Linked DNA regions of Oryctolagus cuniculus: region 2 is linked to region 1. Evidence: chromatin contacts called from public Hi-C data. All regions are on one chromosome and are shown on one strand. The core of a region is the stretch at or near the end of the contact, and the rest is flanking DNA. Distances in the headings are between cores, read along the strand shown.

Region 1 (6,589 bases), core at 3,530-6,029:
ACTAACCCTATCTGGGTAGCAGATACAGCCCCTGTGAGGCTCACTGTTTTGTTGTTTTGTGTTGCCTGCCATTCAGTGTGTTTTTAAGGGCCCTAAACAGGTAAATCTGGTGAAACTGCTTGAGTGGAGTTTTGTTATAATTTCAATCTCCAATTTGGTGTTGTGAGATTGTTCTGGAATCCAGTCACTCATTCTGCTTCTCTGTCTCTTTTCTTTCCTCCCTTCCTGGCTTGGCTTCCTTCCTCTTCAGCGGCTACTCTGGGCTGTGCTTCTCAGTAGGAAGACAAGCTAGCCAGAGAGGAGTTGAAATCCTATTTGAAGAAGCCTTTGTCCACACACATTTCTATACCCATACCTATGCAGAGGTCTTCAAAAAAATCCATGGGTAATATTGTACAGATTCCAAAATTCTTTCCACCAAATTAGGCGTCTTTTAATTTGATTCCCCTCCTCCCATGGTTTTATCTGTGTATGCTGCACACACACAGACCACTTTTCTGTATGCTTTGGTTCTTTCTTGTCTTAGCAAGGTATTATGGCCCAGTTCTATGGCTGCGACAGCCAAGTGAAGGAGGGTGAGGAGGACAAAGAGAATTGAGGCATCTCCACAGATCAGAGGAGGCCACAAGACAACTGGAGCAAGAGCGAAAGGTGGCTTCATTAGGCAGCTTCATGAGGGCCCATTTTCCCATCCCCATCCTCCTAAGAGGGAAGAGGGTCCCAGGCAAGATGGTAGAGTGGGAAAGACCTCTGGAAAGAGGGCTGTCATTGGGCTTGATAGAGGGTAGATAGTTGGAAAAACATGGTTCTTCTGTGATCGTCTTTCTGGTCTTAAGTAGCCCTAAAGATTTCCAGGCTTCAGGTCTTTGACTTTGGAAAACCAAGGAATGTAGAACTCACCCAGGGCAGCTCTCATTTGCTTTCACCCAAATCCCTGCAGATCAGACGTAAGACACCCATACAGAATCCGAATGAAAAGGTCAGAGCCGTGTGCCACTGAGCTTGATGAGTTTTCTCCCCTCTCCAGAGCTTGTCCTGGGTGGACCTAATGGTTGCTGGCTGTAGCCCGGTTGCTTTGGGTGGAGTCTGGGCACTGTGTGGAAGGAGGTGCTGTGGTTTGTTCGTGGACGACTCGGCTCAGAGCCATGCAGAGACTCAGCCTGGGCCTGCTGATCCTTTCCACCTCTGAGCCATCTCCGAGTCCTTTACAACTGCCTTCCAATGCTGGTGCAAAAAAAGTCTTTCTCAAAGGACTGAACCAAGTCTAGTGAATAAAAGGAAACTGTTGCCAAAGGTCCTGGTGGCTGAATCCTTGTGCTTTGGGAAAAAGCTAAAACTGGCTATATTTAGAAAGGCCTTAGCGTATCTCAAATTATCAGCACACAGTGCCGGGTTTGATTGACTATAAAATCAAACAGAATATGTCACTCGAAGCAAACAGCTCATCTGTATAAAGTTATTTTTCAAACAATATTATTTTATGAACTAGAAATTTTAGTGAGCTCCATACTTGCCATGACATTCAAAAGTAATATTAATCAGTGATTACAGAACACAAATAAGAAATGGAATTTTTATGTTGGAAGACCATTGACACTGTTTCCATTAAGAAGCCACAGCACTGAGTTAAGATGCTTTTTGATCAAAGTCTATAAACTTTGTGACTTGTCATTTTTGCCTCGCACAGATCTTCCTGCGTAGAGATGTTATATATAATAATATTTGTATGTACTGGTGCATTATAACTGTATGATGTAAATCATATATGTGCATGTACTTCATATGTAAGAGTGCTTAAAAAAAAAAACTGTGGAAAATGAAATTTAAAGAATTTGAGATCATTGCATAGTCTGTTCATGATATGCATTTTCCATAAACCTTTCAAGACTCCTTGTATGATCAGGTTTCAAAATATTTTGCATCAAAATAAGCTTTTTTTTTTTTTTTGACAGGCAGAGTTAGACAGTGAGAGACAGAGACAGAGAGAAAGGTCTTCCTTCCGTTGGTTTACCCCCCAAATGGCCTCCACGGCTGGTGCACTGTGCTGATCTGAAGCCAGGAGCCAGGTGCTTCCTCTTGGTCTCCCCTGCGGGTGCAGGACCCAAGCACTTGGGCCATCCTCCACTGCCTTCCCGGGCCACAGCAGAGAGCTGGACTGGAAGAGGGGCAACCGGGACAGAACCAGCGCCCCAACTGGGACTAGAACCCGGTGTGCTGGTGCCGCAGATGGAGGATTAGCCTAGTGAGCCACGGAGCCGGCCCAAAATAAACTTCTTTTAAGCTCATTTTCCATGAACTTTTCAAGTACCCTCATGTGTACATACACACATAAACATAGTCGACCTAGTTTCATGATTAATTCTTACACAACCATATCAAAGTTTTCTTCCAAAAAGTAACTTATCTGCAATCTATACACTAGCAGTGTGAAAAAGTACATGTTAAAAATGTCTTCTGTTATCTAAGCTGAGCATTTTAGGGGCAGGTTGAGCCACAGAATGGCAGCTTCTCAGTGTTGGCCCCTCCTACACTAACAAATTCCTTCAGGACTTGTTCTTGAACTTGCCTTTGAATTAGCCACAGGTCCCCTAACTGCAGATGAGCTGTAATAATACCTGGCTTCCTAGAGAGGACGCAGTAAAGCAGAGAGGCAACAACACGTCTGGGTGAACCTGGCAGTGACATTAGAACCACAACCTCCGAGAGAGACAAAGAGGCTGAGGTTCCCTGCACACATAGGCTCTTGCCTGACACTCGGACTCCACAGAGCAGACGCTAAGACCCACAGCCTGCAAGTCCTGCTGCTGTGTGTCCTGTGGGGGCTGCACTGTGCTCCAACTGACTGCCACCCTGAGCAAGGAAGACTCCAGGTCTCAAATCAAAATGGGGGCTTATTCTGATCTGTCCATAAGAACCGCCCCCATAGAATTCCATATGATAATCTAGGCGCTTAGAGTATAAAAACAGAACGGCATTCAGGAAAACAAAAGCTCAATTTCCACTCATTTTAAGGAGCATGACAGTTGCTGAAAGGGGGCCAGGGCTTGCAAGTAAAAACTAAAGGTGACTGCTTAGTTTTTCCTGGAGCTTGCAGGAGGAGAGAGTCGGTTTCCAGGGATCCAGGTTACTTCCTGGCACTATCTGCAGCCGTATTTCAGAGGGAAATAAGCAAAATAGCTGCTCCTTTTCATTTGGCAGCAACCAAGATCTCATTAAAAAAAAAAAAAAGGAAGAAGAAAGAAAGAAAGAAAAGAAAGCTGTAATCCCCACGGTGTAATCCTGGGGTATGAAAATTCACTTCTCTTGAATACCTCCCTCTGGCGTAATTGACTTTTCACGTGCATTTTTAATAATGATATTTCAGCAGGTTGCAAGAAAAAAAATTTTTTTTCTTCTGTTGTTATTGTAAATTATGGTTTGAGGAAAAAAAAAAGTGTTATAAATCTAATTACATTTTCACTTATAGTAACAAGTCAGCACAATCTTCCAGCATGTTTACCCAGCAATTGCAATATTTACAGCTGACCTAATTGGTTGTGGGGTGGAAGCAAGGAACAATATTTTATTGTCCTGATAGCTGCCTGTGTGCTGGAGGTGTTGCTACCTATACGGCTCCCCAGCAACCCTCAAGTTCTGCCTGCCTTGTGTTTGCCGTCATCAGCCGGCCGTGGAATAGGCTAGGGGCAGGAGCGAAGGAGAGGTGGGAGGTGGGAGAATGGGGAAGAGGGGTTTGTTAAAGATGCTTTTTCTCCATTCTGTTTGGCAAGAAAGATTCTTCCCAAATGCCTGGAGGCCAGCGCTGTGGCCCAGTAAGTTAATCCTTTGCCTGCCGTGCCAGGTTCCCATATGGACGTCAGTTTGAGTCCTGGTTGCTCCTCTTCCAATCCAGCTCTCTGCTAAGGCCTGGGAAAGCAGCAGAGGATGGCCCAAGTGCTTGGGCCCCTGTACCTGTGTGGGAGACCAAGAAGAAGCTCCTGGCTCCTGGCTTTGGATCGGTGTATCTCCAGCCATTACAGTCAACTGGGGAGTGAACCAGTGGATGGAAGACCTCTCCCTGTCTCTCCCTCTCAATATCTGTAACTCTACCTCTCAAATAAATAAATAAACTTTAAAACTTACATCGCCTTCCTTGCTTACAAAGTGATCACTAATTGTATAAAAGCCGATAGATAACAGGCTGGGTAAACGCCCTTTAAGTCGGATGCCGAGTAGAGGAGGACACTTAGGGGACTGCCCTTGACTTTCACCCTCAAAGCCAGTGTAGCCTTCACAAGGCAAACAGGAGTCTGACGAAGACTGAGCATTCTCACAGCCTCCTGTGCTTAAAGGAAGGGCCAGAAAACCAGCATTCCTGGCAGGCAGAGGCCAAGCTGCTTCTCTTCTCGGGGAGCCGGGAGCTGGGTCCACCTGCTCCATGGGAGGTGAGTCCGGTGGCTGTTTTGCCCTCCCCTGAGCCACCCTGCTGCCTGGTGGAAATAGCAGTGAAATTTCTCAGTAAGCCCTGTCTTTCCACCTCACCCTGGGGGTGTGAGGGCAAAAGCACGAAGTTAGCACCACCATCCTAACAAACAGCAAGCTGCTTTGCGGCGACTCTGCTGGTTCAGTCACGTGGCAGGACAGTCCTGTCTCCTGGGTCGTCCTGATAAATGCTGACGTTTCTCCAGCGCTCCCTCTGTGCTAGGATCTTTTATAAAAGTCTTAGGCTTAATCCTCTCATCCGCCCGTGGGATTGGTGCTATTTGTTTTACAGATGACTTCTCTCAGCCACAGAACAGGAAGTGACTCGCTCATCCTCCCACACAGCAGGGAAACCACAGAGCTGAGCTCTGACCCTTGATGTTCCACTTCTCCCACCATAGCCTTGGGGCTGGGTGGCCTCACCCTGTGTCACTTTTTCCTGAAGCCTAAACGAACACATCCCAGCATGCTCTAGGCGTCGGAGGTGTGGTTTTAGGCGTAGACAGGATGTCACCTAAAAATCACACGCCCACTTCGACTCAGGGTTGAAGTTCCGCAGGTAGGAGTTTTTCCCTTAGCTGAGGCCCTTGAGCCAGGGTGAAAGAAATACGCCTGGAAGGGCTTGGGCTTTATAGTTCTGTTTTTGCAAAAGAAGTTTCATATAAGAGATAATGATGGGGACCAGTAAGCCTGAGGAGTGCCTCTTAAGAGGCAGGTGGGGGCCGGCACCGCGGCTCAATAGGCTAATCCTCCACCTAGTGGCGCTGGCACACCGGGTTCTAGTCCCGGTCGGGGCGCCGGATTCTTTCCTGGTTGCCCCTCTTCCAGGCCAGCTCTCTGCTATGGCCAGGGAGTGCAGTGGAGGATGGCCCAAGTGCTTGGGCCCTGCACCCCATGGGAGACCAGGAGAAGCACCTGGCTCCTGCCTTCAGATCAGCGTGGTGTGCTGGCTGCAGCGCACCAGCCGTGGCGGCCATTGGAGGGTGAACTAATGGCAAAAGGAAGACCTTTCTCTCTGTCTCTCTCTCTCTCACTGTCCACTTTGTCTGTCAAAAAAAAAAAAAAAAAAGGCAGGTGGGGACAGTGAGTAGCTGGCCATGGTGCGCCCCTGAGAAAGAGGATGGCGAGGTGTCGGAGGGAGAGCAGAGAACAGGGAATGAAAACCCTGGGTGTTTGTCTACTTCACGTTTGTTTCCCCTGGAAACTATGCAAGTCATGCTCCTAGGCCTTGAATAGTTTTACTTGGAAACAATGACTAAGCTACCCATGCTCTCTACCTTGTTTATGTGGTTGGTCTTTCATATGCAACCCTAAGCCAACAACAAGGCCTCACCCCTGCCTTGTAGAAGATGATCCACGGTATGAAGGAGGAAAAGATGCTACCACTAATTACTCGATGGGAATAAATGTATCCGCCCAGCAGATAATCAGCCATCCCACTCTAATTTTTATTCCCAAGCTATAAGGGATGCGTCCCCACCTTCTCACCCAGACAAATCAATGGACATTTCCATACCCGCAATTCCTGGGAGAATTTGACTTCATTTTTTAAGACCTGCCACAAAGAGAGTGAAAGAGAGCCCTTGTGCCTCCTTTACTACGGCTTGGAAAGCGAGGAAGGGTGGGAAGAGAAGGGCAAGGAAGAGAGACTTGTCTATGGCACTAGATGCTTTGATGAAGCCTGAAACTATTTTGTCAGCCATTGTAAGCAATAATAATAAAACACTGTTTGTTCATATAGAGAGATAACTTAGTCAACCATACCAGATGAATTAGTTCTACCTGTATGGTTACTTTGCTAGGATTGTGGCACAATGATTCTCAGAGATCTGATGTTTGCCTGCAGATGCAAAATAAGAACTAAAGAAGAGATAGTGAGAGGACCAAAAGACAGCACCTGCTCACTCTCTTACACTCCTTAAGCTTATCGTATAGAAGCTGCCGCCCTATTGCTTTCACGGAGTCAAAACTCTGGCTCACTGTGATTAAACAGTGCTCGTCAACTTGTCTGCATGACTCTAACTCTACCCCACCCTTTCCCTGTAACTATGTAGTATATGGGCACGTCATTTTGTCCTACTGTTTTCTTGGACCATGGTACTGAGACTCGATGAAGGGAGGGCTTGATACA
Region 2 (6,769 bases), core at 3,862-6,361, 780 kb before region 1:
TGCACATGACCACACTGCACATACACACAACACAGATACTGCATGTGAACACAGAAAGCACACACAGATGTGCACACGAATACATACTGCACAAGAACACAGACACTGCACAAGAGCACACACACTGCACATGCACACAGATGGTACACATGCACAGACACGACACACACACACAGACTGCACAAAAACACTACACACATAGACACTGCATATGCACACAGACGGTGCACATGAACACACAGATGGTGCACACACAGACTGCACACGGACACAGACACACACACGAACTGCACACAGATGGTGCAAATGAACAGACGGTGCACACGGACACTGCGCATGAACATGGACACTGCACACAAGCACAGACGGTGCACATGCACACCCAGACACTGCGCAGAGTACTCTCTCTGCACTGTGGTAGAGTTCCCAGAGTGCCGGCTGAGACGGCACCCCCACCCTCCGCCCGGAGCGCTGGTGCCCACGCCGCAGAGCACGCCGTTTGCGCGGTACGAGGGTTAAGCCAAGGCCGAGAGCCCGGGGGTGCCAAAGCCACGCAGAGCCCACGTGGAGCGGCGGCCAGCAGGGGGCGCGCGAGGCCGCCTCCCAGCGCGGGCCAGCGTGGCCCCGCGCACCCGCCGCCCGGAGCACCGGCTGCGGCGCCGAGGCGGCACGCGAGACGGCGCCCCACTCTCGGCTGTGGAAGCTTGAGTCGGGCGAGCAAGCGCAACAAACGGGCCGGGGGCCGGCTTCACGGTCCCCTTCTCAGCAGCCCCCAAGCTTGGTTCCCAGCAAGACTCTGGGGGTGCAAGCGAGGGGGGAGCCCCACGCCCTCAGTAGGAACGCCACCTCCGAAACACCGAGCGGGCCGCCGTCGGGTCTGTGGGCCGCCTGCCGCTCGCCTGCCCGCCACCAGGTGGCGCCGGAGGCACGCGGTCTCCGCCCGCCCGCCGGCCTCGGGTGGGCCTCGGCCCCGCGAACCCCAGTTTTACAAATGCCTCCCCCCTCCCCCGACCCCGGGTTCGACGTTTGACAAGAACGCAACTCCAGGCGTCTGGGTAAGTGCGTCGGCGCGGGACTTTCTGGAGGAACGAGGCGTTCCGCCGCCGCCTGGCTGGCTGCGAGCGGGACAGCGCGTGAGGCGACAGAGAGACACACCACGGTGTGAATATAGCCAAGAATTCCATTTATTAACAAAATAAGTCTTACCAAGGGAGCGCTCTGTTCACCCACACGGGCCCCGCAGCCCCCGGCGGGGCGGGGAGAAGACCCCGGGCCGCTGCCGCCGCGGGGGGGGGGGCGTCCGCTTCTGACCCCGCGCGCCGGAGGGGGCTCGCCGAGGACCCCGCCCCCGCCGCCGCAGCCCGGCCTAGGCAGAGAGACCACGACTATAATGCACTTTGCAGAAAAAAAAAAAAAAAATTAAAAAAGAGCCGAGCTCCACGCCAGCGGGCGGCGGGACCACCAGTGTCGGGGCCCGGAGGGAGGGGTCTGGAAGGGGGCCGGGGACGGGGGGGGGTGTGAGGGGGTCAAGGGTCGGGGGCCAGGTGCACCCCTCCCGTGGTGAGCTCGGGGTGGGGGAAGCTCCGGTCGGGGAGCAGGGCAGTCAATAGGGGGGCCCAGACCCAGGGTCCCTCGGGAGGGGACGCAGGGCTGCCGCTAAGAGGCGCTCACGGGCCCCTCCCCCCTGCACCCCAAACCGTGTTACAGAAACCATAACTCCGCTGCTTGTCCAAAGGAAAAAACCAGAACCTCGAATGGAAGCAAACCAGAGGGGAAAAGGAGGGTGGGGTGGTGGTGGTGGTGGTGATGGTGGTGGTGGGTGTCGTTTCAAGGGGAGAAGACGCATGCAAGAAATCCCCCTGCGAGGGAAAACCGAACTCACCCTCCTTCCCTAAAACCAAACCAAGCAGGAAAGGAAAAAAAAAAAGCATCAAACTTTAAAAAACTTCTACCTAAGGGGTGGGGGTGGGGGGTGAAAAAAAGGGCAGGAAGAGGGGGCGGGGATGTAGTTATTGGTGTGATTAATATTATTACAGCCTTTCTGCATACCATCGACTCGTGTGGGCCGTTAATGCACTTATATTCCCAGCTTGTAAGCGAACAGTAAATAAATACACAGTCCGGTGGGGAGGGCGGGGGGCTTCCGGCGGGGCGAGCAGCGAAGCGGGAAGCGGCAGCGGCGGCGGTGGCCGGAGGGACCGCAGTTACTGGTACCCGAGCGCAGAGGCCGAGGCCAGTCTCTGTCCGTACAGCGCGTATGGCGAGTAGTAGGGTCCGGCTGTGGGCAGCGACGGCACGGCCAGGCCCCCCGCTGTGGATAAGTGGCCCTTGCCATAGGGGTGGTACCGGCTTAGCCCCAAAGTGTGTGGACTCCGCATGGACAGCGACCCGGGGCTGCCGGGCGCGGCGGGTGGGGGCAGGTGCAGGTGGCAGGAGGCTGCGGCGGCGGCGGCGGCAGCGGCGGCGGCGGCGCTGCCCAGGCCCGAGGCCCCGGGGTAGGCGGCCAGGAGTTTCTCGGCGCCCGGCAGGGCCGTGTGAGTCCGTAGGTGGCTGAGCAGCTCCTCCGAGGTGGCGAAGCGCTTGTCGCAAGGCCCGCTGGCCGCCACCCAGTTGCAGCTGTGCGGCAGAGGTTCGTTCTGCAGCATGAAGCCATAGGTGTAGAGCGGGTGGCCGGGGAGCGCGCCCTGGGCCGCGCTGGACGAGAGCGCGGCGGGCTGCAGCGGGTGCCCGGGGTACACCAGCGGGTAGCCCCCCGCCTTCAGGCTGGGCCCCGCAGGGTCGTGCGCGCTGCAGGTGGAGCAGCTGGAGCCGCCGAGGTGCGAGGCGCTGTGGTAACCTCCCAGGCAGTAGGGGTCACGGCATAATCCCTGCAGGAAGGAGGGCGGAGAGGCCCCGGTGAGTGGGCTGGAGCTGGGGGGCTTCCCGGGCGGCAGCCCCAGGCCCCCCGACAGCTGGCCCCCCACGAGGCCGGACTTGCTGGGATCCAGGCCAGGCACGAACTGGGACGGGTAGCCGGCGTAGGCGCCCACGATGGAGCCGTGGTAGCCGATGCTGGAGGGAGGCAGCGGGAATACCGAGTGGCCGGGTTTGTAGGGCGACACCGGCGCCACATGGCCAGCCCCCACCAGGGCCGAGGGCGGCTCCGACTTGCGCTCAGAGGACCCGGCCTCGGCGCCGCCGTGTGCGCTCGGCTCCCCGCCGCCGCCAACGCCGCGGCTCACGGCCGCCGGCTCTGGGCTGGGCTTGGCTTCCTGGTCTTTCTTGTCCAGCTCGCCGCCGCCGTTCTTGCAGTCCGAGTGGTGTGGGGAGCCGCCGCGGGAGCCGCCGGGCGAAGACGAGGACGAGGACGCGGAGACTGCCGCTCCATGCGGGGGAAAGGGCGGGCAGGCGGCGCTGGGGACCCTGAACCCCGCCTTGTCTCCCGGGGACGAGGCGGACGAGGAGGAGGTGGAGGACACGGAGGAGGAGCCGCTGTCTTTGCGGGAGTCGCCACCGCCGGAGCCCTTGGAGTAGGGCTTGAAGCTGGATTTGTCCTCGGCCGGGGCGTCTCCCAGCTGCTTGAGCGCGGCGGACGCGGAGCCGGCGCCTGGGGCCGAGCGGCCGGGGTCCTTGTCTGCTCCCAGCCCGTTGGCCGCGGCCGCTACGGAGTTGAGCTTGGACGAGGGCGGCGGGTCGGGCTTGCCGATCTGCGAGCAGGTCTGGGCCAGCAGCGCCAATGGACTCTTCTTGGCGTCCAGCTGTGGGCGACAGAGGCAAGGGGAGAGGCGAGGGGGTGAGATTCGGAGGCCGGCGGGGCGGGCGCGCGGGGGGGGGGGGCGAGGAGGGCCTCGGGACGACGACTGTGGACAGAGGGCGAGGGCCGGGCCCGGGCTCGGGCCCGGGCGGGGCAGCACGGAGAGCACCGCGCTTTCACGGCCAGGCGATACCGGCGTGCGTCACGGGCCCGGGGAACGGGGCAGTGGAAGGGGATCGCCAAGGGCCGCCGCGGGAGAAGGTGACTTTTCCGGGGTCAGGGCTGTGGCTCGCCCCTCGTTCGCTCCAATTTCTCCTTCTCCCAGGCCCGGGGAGAAACTTATTCCTCTAGTTTGGAGGAAGTTCGTTTGGGACGGGTTTCTGGCGATGGCGCCGCGGGTCGGGAGCGGGGAGAGAAGCGCTTTCTGGAGCCAGGGCGGCAGTCGGCGCTCTGCTCGCGGCCCCTCCCTCCTTCCCTGCCGGGGAGGGCACCCGGACAAGAGGGAGGAAGAAACGCCGGGCTCGGGAGCGCCTGGGCGCCGTGCGCTCTAACCGTATGGGCAGAGGCGGAGTGGGACCCAGGCGGGTCAGGGCTTCCAAGAGAATCAAGCGAGTTGGGGCGGCGGGGGGAGGGGGCAGGAGAGGCCCCCGAGAGTTCACCTCTGGCCCGGAAACTGGGTGCCGGAGGAAAAGTAAAGCTCCCAGCGTGGGCTCCCAGAACAGATCCAGACCGAGAAAGCAGGAGCGCCAAAGGCCCCGGGCGCGGACGAGGCACCTCCCTTCGGGAGGCCAGGGGGAGAGACCCGATGGGCTCGGATCCCTGTTTCCCGTGCTTTCTCACCCTGCCCGCCAGCGTGGCCGGACTCAGGCGTCGCGCCGAGCCCCAGGGCGCAGGGCGCAGGGCCGCGGAGCCATCGGCGGTGGGGCGCGCGCGGGGGGGGGGTGGGCGGCGCCGGACAGGCAGCGGCCGGGAGACTGACCTCAATGGGGCTCACGGGCGTGGAGGACAGCGGCTGCAGGTACTCCGGGTGCAGGAGGTGGCCGGTGTGGGCGCTCAGCATCTTCAGGATCCTGATAGGAAGCCGGTTCGCCTGGCGCAGGGGGTCCGCCGGGGGCAAGAGGGACACCGCCGCCGGCACCGCCGGCCTCTTCCCGCCGCCGCTGCCGCTGCTTTCGGGTGTCCTTGGGTTAGATCCAGCGGGCGAATCGCTCATTTGGAGGAGGCAGCGCCGCTGGGGGGGGCCGGGGAGCAGCGGGAGGCGAGCTCCCGGGGCGGGTGGCTCGCTCCGCAGCGTCGAGCGCGGGGCCGCGGCCGCTGCCTGCTCGCCGGCTCCCCGCCTCCACCGCCGCCGCTAGCCCCGGCGAGCCACACAAAAACCTTCGCCTTCCGCGAGCCGCACGTCAAATAGCCGCGATCGGCAGCCACACTTCAAAGGGATCGCCGCACCCGCCCAATCGCAGCTCTCGCCGGGACCCCAGGGCGGGGACAGCGGCGGGCGGAGGCCGGCGCCGCCGGTGGGCGGGGAGAACCTTAAAGGGTCCGCGCGCGAGCGCCGCCGCCACCCGGGCCTTTCCCCCACGCGGCCCAGCTCCCGCGCCTCGGGGTCCTTGCGGGGGCTCGGCGGTGCCCGGCCCTCTGATGCCTTTCTCTCGCCCCCCGCCCCCAGGCCTGTCTCTCTTCCCCCTACCCGGGGGCTGTCACCGGGTGGTGCGCGGCGCCGGCGGAGGTGCGCTGGGGTCCCAGCGTCTCCTGCAGGCCTCGCGCGCGCGTTTGTGGGTGTGTGTAGGGGTGCGGGCCGCGCCCCCCAAGTCCCGGCCCTTCTCGGGGCCCTGGTCGCCTGCCACTGAGCGGCCGGTCCCGAGCGTGTTTCCTTGGAAGCGCCCGCTGTTGTCCGGTCGCGGCGAGAGCTGCCCCCGGCCCCTTGAGCCTGTCGGGTCCGAAGCCCGCAGGCTCCAGAACTTCTGGGGGGAAGCCGGTGGCGACCCAGCGCCCCGGGTTCCCAGGCGGGGCGTTGGGGGTGTGTTTGAGGCCTCTCGGGGCGCCCTGTCTGATGGCCAGGGGTCGCGTGTCTGCTGCGCTCCCAGCCGCTAGTCTGGGGGCTCCCGGCTCAGCCAGAGAGGCCGGTGTCCAGAGGACGGGACCTCTCCTGAGTGCTGGACGGCGACACACACTCCGGAGACGGCCCCCTCATTTTCTCGCCGGGGGAGGAGGAAACTGCAGAGGGAAATTTCAGAATGGAAACTTTACGAAAGATCCGCAACACGCTGCTAAGCTCCCGGTGTCGCTGGGATGAAGTGGCAGCGTCAGCTTCGCGTTCCGCAGAGGTTTGCCGAAGTCCCGGTCCTGACGCTGGAGTTGCTGACCCGCCGCTCTTCAGCACAGGAAGCCGGTCTTTGTGCGCCGGCCTCCGGGGAGCCCGCTTCCCCGTGCTCGCGGCGCCCGGTGGAGGCGCGCTCGTGTCGCCGTCTCGCTGGGAGCACCGCCTTGCCAAACCCCCATCCGTCACGGTACTGTCAGCCTGCCGCTTGGGGCCCATGACCCCAGGACTGCTCGTTCCTGACCCTGGCGAGCTGACCCACGCCCTCGGACCGCAGGCGGACCCACGACGAGGACAGGGGATTCCAGAACGAAGTCACTCTCACAGAAACCATAGTCAATGTCTTTGCCCCGCCCAGTTCTGTGCAGAACACAGCAGGCACGGCTCTCAGCCACATCAGCCCCACGCGGAGTCAGATGCGCACCCCTGCTGATTTGGGGACAGTATGGAGAGACCTCTTAGAAATTGCACAGCCTTGGGCCTGCGCTCTGGCGCTCTGGGTTAAGTGCTGCCGGCCATGCCGGCACCCTGTAAGAGCTCCGGTGCCAGCCCCTGCTGCTCCACTTCTGATTTCGCTCCTGGGAGGAAAGAACCAGAAGAAGGTCCAAGTGCTTGGGTCCCTCCACCCACTTGGGAGACCTGGATGGAGTTTGGGTTGGCTATTTGGGGAGTGAACCAACAAGACAAAAAAACAGACTCTCCCTCCCCAGATTTTAATC

The links. A called contact is a pair of places that touch in the nucleus more often than the background predicts.
Region 2: a contact with region 1 is called in a Hi-C map of embryonic fibroblasts, with 5 times the contacts expected there. The contact joins the promoter of ZNF703 here to the enhancer-like site in region 1. A contact is called at or near these places in 4 of 6 Hi-C or Micro-C datasets (ear pinna, embryonic fibroblasts, skin fibroblasts and 1 more).

What each region holds. Positions count from the first base shown.
Region 1 is chr2:86,780,506-86,787,094 of mOryCun1.1, reverse strand. All of the region lies in intron 19 of KCNU1 (potassium calcium-activated channel subfamily U member 1), which reads right to left. All of the region lies in intron 2 of LOC108175898 (a long non-coding RNA gene), which reads left to right. Among named protein-coding and RNA genes, the nearest start is that of KCNU1, 85 kb to the right of the region's middle. Within about 2 kb of position 4,779, at least 2 of the 8 cell types and tissues checked have an H3K27ac peak or open chromatin away from gene starts, as enhancers often do. A contact at or near this core is called in ear pinna, where this site is marked.
Region 2 is chr2:87,558,056-87,564,824 of mOryCun1.1, reverse strand. It overlaps ZNF703 (zinc finger protein 703), which reads right to left and starts at 5,111. Exons shown (of 2, transcript XM_070068547.1): 1 at 4,713-5,111; 2 at 1,163-3,737. The coding sequence starts at 4,946. The coding sequence ends at 2,205.